2 separate regions of the Sus scrofa genome follow, and region 1 is linked to region 2. Evidence: chromatin contacts called from public HiChIP or PLAC-seq data. All regions are on one chromosome and are shown on one strand. Each heading gives the region's core, a stretch centred on a gene start, on an enhancer-like site or on the middle of the called end of the contact. The rest is flanking DNA. Distances are from core to core; before and after follow the strand shown.

Region 1 (5,936 bases), core at 72-2,571, 45 kb after region 2:
AGACTTAGACATCCAAGCCCCACCCTCGACCCTCTGAATCAGAATTCCCAGGGTGGGGCCTGGACATTTGTGAGCTTAACAAGCTCCCCAGGTGATTCAGAAGTACACCAAAGCTTGGGAATCACAAGAGTGGGAGATACTCAGGTGAAGGAGAGTGGGGAGCCAAGTTTGGCTCCAGGTTTGTGTGTGTGTGTGTATAGCTGTTACATAAGGGGACCCAACTCACAGCACATGGTTTGACAAAATTCAAATGTATTCATGGGAACAAGGGAATAGATAAAAATTTTGAAAACAGGTGGCAGTGAAAATGGGATATAAATACAAGAGCTGCCTAGAACACTTTTTCCTGCCTCCTTTGGCGGGTTGACTTCTGGGTTCCGCGTCACTTCTTTTGGAGAGCTTTGTAGAGCGGTGTATCTCAAACTTTACTACACAAAGGAATCACCTGGGGACCTTGTTAAATTGCGAATTCTAATTCAGTAGGTCTGTGGTGGAGCCCTAGCCTGCATTTCTAACAAGTTCCCAGGTGATGCTGACACTCTAAATCTAGACCGTATTGGGAGTGCCGTGTAAATTTAAAGTATTTCTTAGTTCACCATATCCTCATGTCCAGCAGGGTGATGACTACAATAGGTGCTCAATAAATACTTACTGAATGATGAAGTATATGGGGTTGATATAGGAGTTTGGAGGGCAGAACAATTTGCCTGAAGAAGAGCATGTTTGGGGTATTTCTGCTTCTATCAGTCATTCATTTTGTGAAATCACCTCATACTGAATAGAATAAGGATGTTAGTACTAAATTATTTCTGGCCTTGTGGCCTGGCCGCCTCAACTCTAATCCTTGAAAAGGTGACCCTATACACAGGAGCATAGCAAACTCTGATTTGCAAGCTCAGAGATGCCTTGCTCTAGTCTACAATCCATGCAAACAAATTCTCTCCCTCCAAGGAGGGAGCAGAGTGCAGGGAAATGCTTGTGTAGGAATTTCCAGATTTTGGTGACTGGGTTAATTGCCACCTTGGCTTCCTCAAATCAAATAAACAGAATTTTTAACAGTGTACGTGGGAAGGAGGGTCATTACCCTAAAATACATGGATGTAATAATAGTGCCATTATTTAACCATTATCGTTTATGATGATGATAACGACACTGGCAGTTGAGCGATTAAGTGTGTGGGGGAGTTGGGGGAGGGGGCGGAGAGCTGGGCGGTCAGGAGAAAGTGGAACTACATCTCCCAGAATCCCTCGAGAAAAGTTCACGCCGCGGCGGCGGCGGCACCCCACCCCTTTTGCCAGCCGGACCCGCCCCCTCCGATGACGTCACAGAGGTGACGTCACGGCGCCCAGAGCGAGGCTGGGGTAGAGAGGCCGACTGAGCAGGAATCGTCCGCTTGTCGTGGAGGCTGCTAGGGAGCCGGCGAGAGGGTGAGCGGGCGAGCAGGCAAGCAGGCGAGCGAGCTAGAGCAGGAAGGAGGGAGAGTCGCGCGGCACAGAGGCGCGCCGGGGCTGGGCCGAGGCGGAACCCACAGCCGGAGAGGGGCAGCCTGAGCCGGGCGCCGCGGGGTCCCCACCCCCACTCGGCCGGACAGTGCCCGGTGTTCCCCCGTGCGGGGGGCGGCGGCGGCGGCGGCGGCTGACGGGACCGGACAAGACCGCGGGGGTGTTGCCACCTCCACCGAGGAGCCGGCGCGACCGCGGGCTCCTCAGAGCCGGGGCCCAGGGCCCGTGACAGACGGGCCGAGGAAAGGAGAGAGGCGGCGGCGGCGCAGGCGACGGGGAGGCAGCGGCGACACCATGTCATCCCCTAGTCCGGGCAAGAGGCGGATGGACACAGACGTGGTCAAGCTGTATCCTTCGAGGAGGGGGGATTCGGGCTGTATGTGGGGGGCAGTATGGGGATGCCCACGGCACCCCCTTGAAACCTAAACAGGGGCCCAGGGGCACTCCAGGCCACTGTCCGAGGCTCCTTCTTTCGTCTCCCTCCCCCCAGTGCCTACGGAGGCTCCTTGGCACCTCCCAGGAGCTGAGAGCCTTCTCGGCTCCCCCTTTATCTGCAGCACCCCGAAATGTGCGTTGTTCCACGCTCTTTCTGCACCCCCAGTGCCCGTGACTTTTCTCCACGACGTTTGGACTCCCAAAACGGCTTTTTTTTTTTTTTCTTTCTTTTCTTTTTTTTTTTTTTTTGCAGGACCAGCCACCTCTCTCCACTACAGAGCCCACGTTCTTTTTCCTCTCTGCTCGCTCTGGATTTAGGGACTCGATATAGAAATTCCCGAGAGTGAAGCCTTTCTCCTGTTCTTGAGATGCCTCCATTCCCTCCACTCACAATGCTTCTTGAACTGGGGTAACTCAAGTGACCTCCTTTATCCCTAATTCCTTTCTATATTAGGAAGAGAGTATTCTACTCAGTGCCCCCTCTTGTAATAAAGAGCTCTGAGTGTTTTCAATCCGAGACCCCTGTTAAGCTTCCTTGTCCCTGGAAGAACCCCACCGACAATGCCTATCCCACCCATAGTTGTATTTGGTGAGGACCCCCAGGCCCTCCAGCCAGCCACCCTCCATATTGTGGCTATGACAGCTGTGGGGAGGGAGAGAGAAAGAGGATCTCCCTGACTAAATAGCCCCTGTGCTAGCCATTTAAGCAAACTCCCTGTTTGAGAATAAGGTTCTTGGGGAATAATTATCCTGATCTTGCCAAATGACACCCTTTATTTTCCGACCCCCCCCCCAACTTTGTGTACTCTGAAGGTAGCAGTGGGACAGCTCTAACTGATAAGAGTCCTTCAGGCAGTGGTTTTGGTTGGAGTCCAGACTGATTATTTCATGACCAGCTAGAGAAATTCGCGAAGGTTCTTGGGACAAATCGAGACATTTTTTTGAGGGGTAATTTAGAGGGTGGGGGGAGAGAGGAAATGAGCCCAGTGTTGTGAACAGCTAATCCCTGGGGAGAGGGGAATCCGGGTGGGGAGTGGTAGTGTGAGAAACGCAGTTGAAAAGTCTGTCTCTCCTGCTTCTTGTTTCTCCCTCACCCCATCCCCCCACCATTTCCCCCTGTTGCAGGGTTTTGTTTATATAACTCAAGTTGTTTGGCTAGATTCTTCAGGTGAATTCCTTCTTTCTTCCTTTTATTGTTACTGTTTTTGATTGGACGTTTTGCCTCATTGCAGAGATCAATGATTATTGTTAAGTATTCTGTTAAGGAATTCGCTGAAGTTTTTAAAAAGTAGTTTTTGCATTTGATTTGGAAGTGGGGGATGGGAGGGAAGTTGCCTGGGCAAGTGATTTTCCCCCCGCATAATCTTTTCAGGAACAAGGTGTTTTTCTCCTCGCTCGGGAAAACTTGATTAGAAATTACAAACAGTAGATGAACTTGCAAGTTTTGTGGTTTGAAGTTTAGAATTTTGGAGAGGTTGAAGTGGGGATTAGAGAGAGGAGCATGTAATAAAGTATATATTTTGTACCAAATGTATGTCTAGGCACAAGTGAAATTGACCCTTGGGCTGTGATTGAGTTTTGTAAATGTGTGAATGATACCAGTAATGTTGGCCTTAAATACAGTGGCAGGAAAACTTGTAACTATGGCTGTGTGTACCTTTTACACAAAGCAGTTTCAGGTTTTATTTTTGTTTAGAAACTAGGAAATGACATGATGGCAGAACCTGAGTTATTTTTATCTTGAATTGAGACTGTCACACCTAATGCAAATTTCTACCTAATGTTAAATTGGGATGGGTGGGGGAGAGAGAATTCCAGCTGTCTTTGATCAATGTCAGATTCTCAAATTATATACTTCTATATTTTTTAGAAAACTGAGGATAAAGGGTGAGGCCTAACTTGACCTGATGCCTTTTCCATACAGTGCCTTTTGTTCATTTAGTAGTTGTGGCATCTAGAATGATTACCGTATTTAGGAGTCGGGGTGTGGGGGGTGGAGAGGGAGAGGAAAACAGACAAAGAACAGCAGGGTGTCTTTCTTTTTTTTCTTCCCCTAAGTGGCTTATTTCATAGCTTATTTTTAGTAGAAGATGAAGAAAGGCAAAGATGCATTGGCCTTCTGTTCTTTCCCCACCTTCCTCCTTTCTGACAAAAGAAAGCAGAGGCGCTTTAAAATCGTAGATGTCTGAGATAAGAGGACCACAGTCTCAGGATTTAGAAGCCAGAGGTTATCTTTGTTTCGAGTCTGTTATTTTCTGGTCTAAGTTAAATTTTTTGTATTTCCTTTTGTGTGTGCCTGTGTGTTGTGGGGCTGAGAGATTTTGTGGCCTCCTTTCTGTGCTGAATTCACATTAGTAGGCACAAATGGAGACTACGATTTTTGAGCAAGGTATATTTAGCACAAAATTTAAGGAAAAATTCCCAACGCACTACTAAAATGAACACAATTGTGTGAAAGCGCCGAGGGTTGAAAATGAAAGATGGTGGAGAGGAAGTGGGAAAGGTCTGAAGGAATGTACTTGCTTTTTACCCCCCCAGTGCCCCTTGGTGATTTCGTTGGTATGGAGGCTGATAGCCGGTTTCGTTGCAGTCTTGTTTCAGCCCATTTTTGGATGTCTCCTGAGCGTAATTATGCCACCACGATTTACAGCCTGGCAGGGAACCTATATAGTAGGAAAGTAGCGGTGTGGGGGTAGGGAGAGAAGAGGATGTGTAACTAATTGGCCACTGCCTTCCACTACCTCGTAGGTTCTTTCCGAGACGCTGTCCCTGGTTGTTTGGAGTCGGTGATATTTCTTTTGTGACGGGTTGGTAGGAGGAAAGCTGACTTCCAAGTTATGGAGGGAGTGAGTGTTTTGCACCAATGCATTTAATAATCTGGGCGATTATGTTCTGAAACTCTGACTCATTCATTGTTTCTCTTCTGATCCTTTGCTGAGGGTTGTGCAAACCTCTCCAGGAGCCTAGAAACTGATGTACATGACTTTTGGGCCCTGTAGGAATGTGTCCCAGTCAAAAAACTTGCAGTGAGCCCAAATCCTGTGGAATGGTGGTTTTGAATAGTGTTGCTGTTTGTTTGCAAAGTCAGGTAGATTGGTGATCCTGTGCTGTTCCCAGCCTGGCAAGCTTTGAGGTTTCTATCTCAAACCTGCCCGATTATTTAGATTGTCTGAGAACTGGGACTCTGGTGACCTTAAAGCGTGATTTGCCCTAAAGGAATATCGGTTTAAGTTCTCCTGGGTGGAGGAACAAACAGCTCAGATTACACGGGTTTCCTTGTTGGTGGGGGTTACTCGTCTCACCCTGTTGCACAGCCTGGTGATCCTTTTATCTGTGAACCAGTGGCCCCTGCTGAAGGCTAGAGCTGCTTGTTTTGGAAAAGCGTATGCAGGCAAAAGGCCGCAGGCACAGCTCCTCACAGCTCATTGGCTGCTCTGTTACTACCCGGAAAAGGAGGAGGGGCGGAGCTACCAAACAGCTGATGGAGTGTGTGATCAGAGTGTGTTTATATATACAAAAGAAGTAGGGGCTGGCGAGGCCTTGTGAGTGGTGTTACCGATCAGGTGTATTTTCAACAAGTAAAAAGAGGAGAGGAAAACCTGCCTTGTTAGAGTACAAGAAAATGTTCAAGGTTAAATCAGAAAAGTGGATCTGATAATAATGGGGGCTCGGCATGCAACTGTATCTTGTTCTTGAGGTGAGATTTTGGAACTTATTTTTATAATACCAAAAGTTTTCAGAGTCCCTTTTTCAAAGTGTGTAACTTAAAAACTGGATAGCCACCACTTTAAATGTATTTCACTGATTCCTGCAGGGATGCAAAAGTATGGTAGAAATGTTAAGCTTTCCTTACAAAAGTTTTAACAGTAATGTCCAGAAAGGGGCAGTAACTTATACTGAATTTATTAACAGCAGTAGTCAGTCACAGAAACCTAGATTTCTGCTTTAGGGTTTCAGAAGCTTTCAATAACGAATTCATCGCCTCACACATTTGTGCA
Region 2 (5,918 bases), core at 162-2,661:
TGCTGGTGACTCAACTCCAAGCCCAGCTCTAGAAGCATCCGGAAGCATCTGGGGCAAGAAGACATAGACCAAGAAAACCACATTCCTGCCGATCTTCTCGGGTCCTGGCTCTGAGCCTGGCAAGCCCACTCTCAGAAGGTGATGGTACAGTGACGACAGGAGAGTTAATTACAGTCCTCACCTGCTGGGGTGAGAATACTGGCTTGTTTGTCCAGCACAGCTTACCTGAATCATCCAGCCGGCAGCCACCTGGGCCTGGAGCTGGACCAGCAGGCTGCCAGGAGGCTGGAACATCTTCTGCCTGCTGCACTCACGAGTGCCAGCACTTTCTGCTGCTTCTCCCTTCAGAAAGCAAGACAAAGCAGTTTGACCCCGGAGACATAGCTCCAAAGTGAGTGAAAAGCCTGGCGGGGGCTTGACAACAGGCCCAAGGCCCCAGGGCCCATTCTGGGATGAGCAGAACCAGAGCTGAGGCCTCAGAGCCTTTGGAAAACATTTCCAGGAATCAGAGGTGAAGCCAAGGAGGAAAGACTGGATGGGGCGGCAGCTTCCTCTTCCCCTCCACGCCACCCCCCACACCACTGAGCCACCTCTGCACCCCCTGGCCCCCAGGGGGCCCCAGGCAGTCTTGCCAAGCCCAGCATTCCCCAGGCCAACCCTGCAGATCAGCAGTGATATGGGTCAACTCCCACTAGCTCCATCTGGGGTTTTTCCAGAGTAAAATGAGGAAGAAAAAAGGGACTCTGTTTCACAGACACACAAAGGTAACTGCGATATAATTAGAAAACACCTTTTCAAAAAATACAGTAAATGTTGAAGGAAGGTCCTGACCGTTCTCTCTCCGACTCCATGGTGAGGGCGACCAGCAGGACGTGCCAGAGGAGAAAGGGTGAGGGCCCTTCTGCACGACCCGGAGGAAGACGTTTTCAGCCTTGAGGTGATTTCCACGGCAGGGACCATCCGTGGCCCAGCTGGGGAAGGGGGTCCTGAGGAGGAGGCCAGGTCAGCACACCTGCGGGTGGGACGGGGAGTCAGGAAACGGCCCAGAGTGCGGCTCTCCTCCAGGAAGGAGCTAAAGGGCCCCTAAAACGAAGTACCGGCCAAGAGGCCAGCTTCCCCGGGCCTGCGGGACGGAGATGGGGATGGCGCCAGGCCCGCTCCCACTGCTGTGCTGTGGCTGGGCTCCCTCACCTTGCAGCCCCCCTTTCACACACCGCCCCCCAGCAACTGGCGCCTTGGGGGTGGCACCCCTGCAGTGCAATCCAAGCCCCTGTAAAGCCTCAGCGTCTCATGTGGTCCGCGGCCCTCTGCTTTCCAGTCCGGGAAGTGAGGCTCCCTGAGGGGAGGGCGAGGCGGCAGGGAGGGGAGGACCTAGTTCTGGCCCGGCTGCCTGGAACATGACCTCAGCCTCCTGATGACTGGCTTTCCGGTTAACCTGCCAACCCAGGGCGAATCCCAGCCCCGACCTTTGCCACAGCCTTATAAAGGCTATTGGGGCCTTGCTGGGAAAGCCGAGTGGAAGCTGCATGAACTAGCCTCTCTGAACTCGCCTCAAGTTACAAGAAAGTCATGAAGGTCAACTCCAATCCGAAGACAAGGATCCCCACCTTTCAAAGAGAGAAATGTCAGACAATGTGAGCTCAGCTTTCAAACACTGCACCTGCCTTGTCAGTTTGCTCTGGACGGAGACAGTGAAGGTTGCGGCGGTAAGCAAATCCTAGAACCCAGGAATGAGAGGGAGGAGAGGCCAGCTTCCTGAAGGGAAAGGAGCACGCACGGTCTTGTGACGCGATGGGATCACCTGCGAGAGCTCACAGCCTCTAAGGAGCTCGAGGACAGAACTCAGGCTTGAATACCATCCGCTTGGTCAAGATTCGTCCAAGACGACCTACTGAATGACAGAAGATGTTTGTAAATCATAATCTGATCAGAGACTAATACCAAAAATGTATAAAGAACTCACAGCATACATACACACACAACATCCAATAACAAAATAAGCACTTCTGGGAGTTCCCCTTGTGGCTCAGCAGTAATGAGCTGTGAAGCTGGAAGTATCCGTGAGGATGCAGGTTTGATCCCTCGCCTGGCTCAGTGGCTTAAGTATCTAGCGTTGCTGTGAGCTGCAGTGTAGGTCATACATGCAGCTCGGATCCTGCTGTTGTGGCGTAGGCCGGCAGCTACAGCTTCGATTCAAGCCTGGGAACCTCCATATGCTGTATGTGCGGCCTTAAAAAGCTAAATGAATGAATAAATAAATAAAATATAGGCTTTTCCAAAGAAGACATGCAGATGGCCAACAGGTACATGGAAACATGCTCTATATCAGGGAAATGCAACCAAAACCAAGGTGAGATTATAATTTTACCCCTGTCAGAATGGCTTTCATTCAAAAAACCAAAAAAAAAAAAAAAAAAAAAAAAGGAGTTCCTGTGTGGCTCAGCGGGTTAAGAATCTGACATAGTGTCCTTGAGGATCCTGATTCAATCCCTGGCCTTACTCAGTGGGTTAAGATCCAGTTTGCGGAGTTCCCGTCGTGGCGCAGTGGTTAACAAATCCGACTAGGAACCATGAGGTCGCGGGTTTGGTCCCTGCCCTTGCTCAGTGGGTTAACGATCTGGCGTTGCCGTGAGCTGTGGTGTAGGTTGCAGACGCGGCTCGGATCCCGCGTTGCTGTGGCTCTGGCGTAGGCCGGTGGCTACAGCTCCGATTCAACCCCTAGCCTGGGAACCTCCATATGCCGCGGGAGTGGCCCAAGAACCAAGAGATAGCAACAATAACAACAACAACAACAACAACAACAAAAGACAAAAAAAAAAAAAAAAAAAAAAAAGATCCAGTTTGCCTCAAGCTTCAGCATAGGCCTGCAGCTACAGCCCTGATTCTACCCGTAGCCCAGGAACTTTCATGTACCGTGGGAAGAAAACAAAAAAAAATCTACAAATAATAAGTGTTGGAGAGGGTGTAGAGAAAAAGGAACCCTCCTGTATGTTGGTAGGAATGTAAATTGGTGCAGTCACTATGGAAAATATGGGAAATCATATAGAGATTCCTCAAAAAATTTAAAATAGGATTACTGTATGATCCAGCAGTTCCACTTTTGGGTATTTATCCAAAGAAAGCAAAAACATATATATACAGTAGAATATTTTCAGCCATAAAAAGGATGAAATCTGTCCATTCGTGACAACATGAATGGATCTTGAGGGCATTATGCTAAGTGAAATATCAGAGAAAGACAAATACCATATTATCATTCTTACATATGGGACATAATAAGAAGTGGAAAAAAAAAAAGCTCATGGATAGAACAGATTCGTGGTTGCCAGAAGTGGGATGAAAATGGGTGAACTGTTTTTGTTTTTGTGGGGGAGGGATTATCTGTTCTTTTTTGTCTGCACCCTCAGCATGCAGAAGTTCTCCAGGCCAGGGATCAAACCTGCACCACAGCAGTAACCAGAGCCACAGCAGTGACAATGCTAGATCTTAACCCTCTGAGCCACCAGGAAACTCTGTTTTTTCTAGTTCAAATAGAATTTGTTTAAAAATCAGATAAGGTTTTGGAGTTCCCATTGTGGCTCAGTGATTAACGAACCCATGAGGACTCGGGTTTGATCCCTGGCCTTGCTCAGTGGGTTAAGGATGCCAGGTTGCTATGAACTGTGGTGTAGGTCGCAGATGTGGGTTGCATCCTGAGTTGCCGTAGCTGTGGTGTAGGCTGGCAGCTACAGCTCTGATTCGACCCCTAGTCTGGGAACCTCCATCTGCCAAGGGTGCAGCCCTAAAAAGACGAAAGATAAAAAATAAAATAAAAAGCAGATGAGGGAGTTCCCATTGTGGCACAGCAGAATCGAATCCAACTAGTATCCATGAGGATGCAGGTTTGATCCCTGGCCTTGCTCAGTGGGTCCAGGATCCTGTGTTACTGTGGCTGTGGTATAGACCAGCAGCTGCCACTCCCATTCCACCCCTAGCCTGGGAACTTCCATGTGCAGCAGGTGCTGCCCTAAAAAGCAAAAGCAAAAAATAAAAAATAAAAATAAAAAAGTAAAAAAGTAGATAAGTCTTTTATTCTACATGTCTCACCATAGATTAAGCATTGAACTCATGGCTCATTCATAAGCTTTTTAAAGATCAGATTCCAAACAGGACATCTATGATTAAGAATCTGGGTCTGAGATTGTCTACTCAAAATTGGAATTGGAGGAGTTCCCTTTGTGGCTCAGTGGTTAATGAATCCGACTAGGAACCATGAGGTTGCAGGTTCGATCCCTGGCCTTGCTCAGTGGGTTAAGGATCTGGCATTGCCGTGAGCTGTGGTGTAGGTCACAGATGCGGCTCGGATCTGGCATTGCTGTGGCTCTGGTGTAGGCCGGTGGCTACAGCTCCGATTAGACCCCTAGCCTGGGAACCTCCATGTGCCACGGGTTCAACCCTAAAACCATGAAAGATATATTTAAAAAAAAAAAAAGGAATTGGAGCCAGTAACAGCTGATGTCCAACAGAAACAAATTTGAGTCAACAACTAAAAATAAAAATTGTTCCCAGAGACTTTGGCCTCAGGACCTTGGGAAAGGTAATACATCTGGCTCAGAAAAACGTATACAAACATTTTTCTAGCCATAATATGCTTTTCTCATCATTTCTTTCACAGTCCCATGTCTTTGGGAGATGGGTAGGATTCAGTCAATTTATATAAATTTATTTAGTACTCTTTATGCTGGTTGTGATTATCCTGTTCTAATCTTGAGAAAAAGTCGTCCATATTTGTGCATGCTAAAAGAAGTGTCCCTAGGAGTTCCCATCATGTCTCAGTGGAAACGAATCTGACTAGCATCCATGAGGACGAAGGTCCAATCCCTGGCCTTGCTCAGTGGGTTAAGGATCCACCGTTGCCGTGAGCTGTGGTGTAGGTCGAAGATGTGGCTCGGATCCTGAGTTGCCGTGGCTGTGATGTAGGCCAGCGGCTACAGCTCTGATTCAGCCCCCAGCCTGGAAACTTCCATATGCTGTGGGTGTGGCCCTAAAAATAAAACAAAAGAAGTGTCCCTATAACTACATGTGAGGCCCCAGATGCATCAGGTCATTGTATCCTAATATATAAATATATATAAATATAAAACCAATATCAACCTCCACTTTTTCAAACTGAGACTTTTTTTTTTTGTTTTTTGTTTTTCTTTCTAAGGCTGCACCTGTGGCATATGGAAATTCCCAGGCTAGGGGTTGAATCAGAGCTACAGCTGCTGGCCTACCCCACAGCCACAGCAATGAGGATCCGAGCCACATCTGTGACCTTTTGCACAGCTTGCAACAAAGCTGGATGCTTAACCCACTGAACAAGGCCAGGGATTGGACCCACATCCTCATGGATACTAGTCAGTTTCTTAACCTACTGAGCCACAATGGGAACTCCTCAAAATGAGACTTGTATCCTACACTGAAACCCACTTCTCTTGTCCAACTCAGCTTCAAATATGTGTACTTTTTTTTTTTTTTTTTTTTGTCTTTTTAGGGCCAAACCGGAGGCATATGGAGGTTCCCAGGCTGGGGGTTGAATCAGAGCTGTAGCCGCCGGCCTACGCCACAGCCACAGCAATGCAGGATCTGAGCCAAATCTACAACCTACACCACAGCTCATGGCAACGCCGGAACCTTTACCCACTGAGCAAGGCCAGGGATCGAACTTATGTCCTCATGGATGCTAGTCGGGTTCGTTAACCACTGAGCCACAACAGGAAGGCCTCAAATATTGGTATTTTGCTATTCAAAACTATTTCCTCCACATAGACCCTTGATTTCATCTCCTCTCCCATTAAGTAGCTTTTCTCTTTCTTCTCTGACATTTCCAAATCCCTGATTCTCTCCAAAATTTTAGTCTCTGTTGACTCTTCTAAAGAATTATGAATTCTTGGAGT

What was found. HiChIP or PLAC-seq counts read pairs in DNA pulled down with a chosen protein or histone mark.
Region 1: a contact with region 2 is called in an H3K27ac HiChIP or PLAC-seq map of skeletal muscle. The contact joins the promoter of UBE2H here to the enhancer-like site in region 2. A contact is called at or near these places in 1 of 5 promoter capture datasets (liver), 9 of 47 Hi-C or Micro-C datasets (embryonic fibroblasts, fetal liver, fibroblasts and 3 more) and 1 of 2 datasets of contacts at active chromatin or transcription factors (skeletal muscle).

Annotation. Positions count from the first base shown.
Region 1 is chr18:18,818,291-18,824,226 of Sscrofa11.1, forward strand. UBE2H (ubiquitin-conjugating enzyme E2 H) reads left to right here and starts at 1,322. Exons shown (of 5, transcript XM_021078796.1): 1 at 1,322-1,850. The coding sequence starts at 1,798.
Region 2 is chr18:18,773,455-18,779,372 of Sscrofa11.1, forward strand. No RefSeq gene overlaps it. Among named protein-coding and RNA genes, the nearest start is that of ZC3HC1, 36 kb to the left of the region's middle. Within about 2 kb of position 1,412, at least 8 of the 83 cell types and tissues checked have an H3K27ac peak or open chromatin away from gene starts, as enhancers often do. A contact at or near this core is called in skeletal muscle, where this site is marked.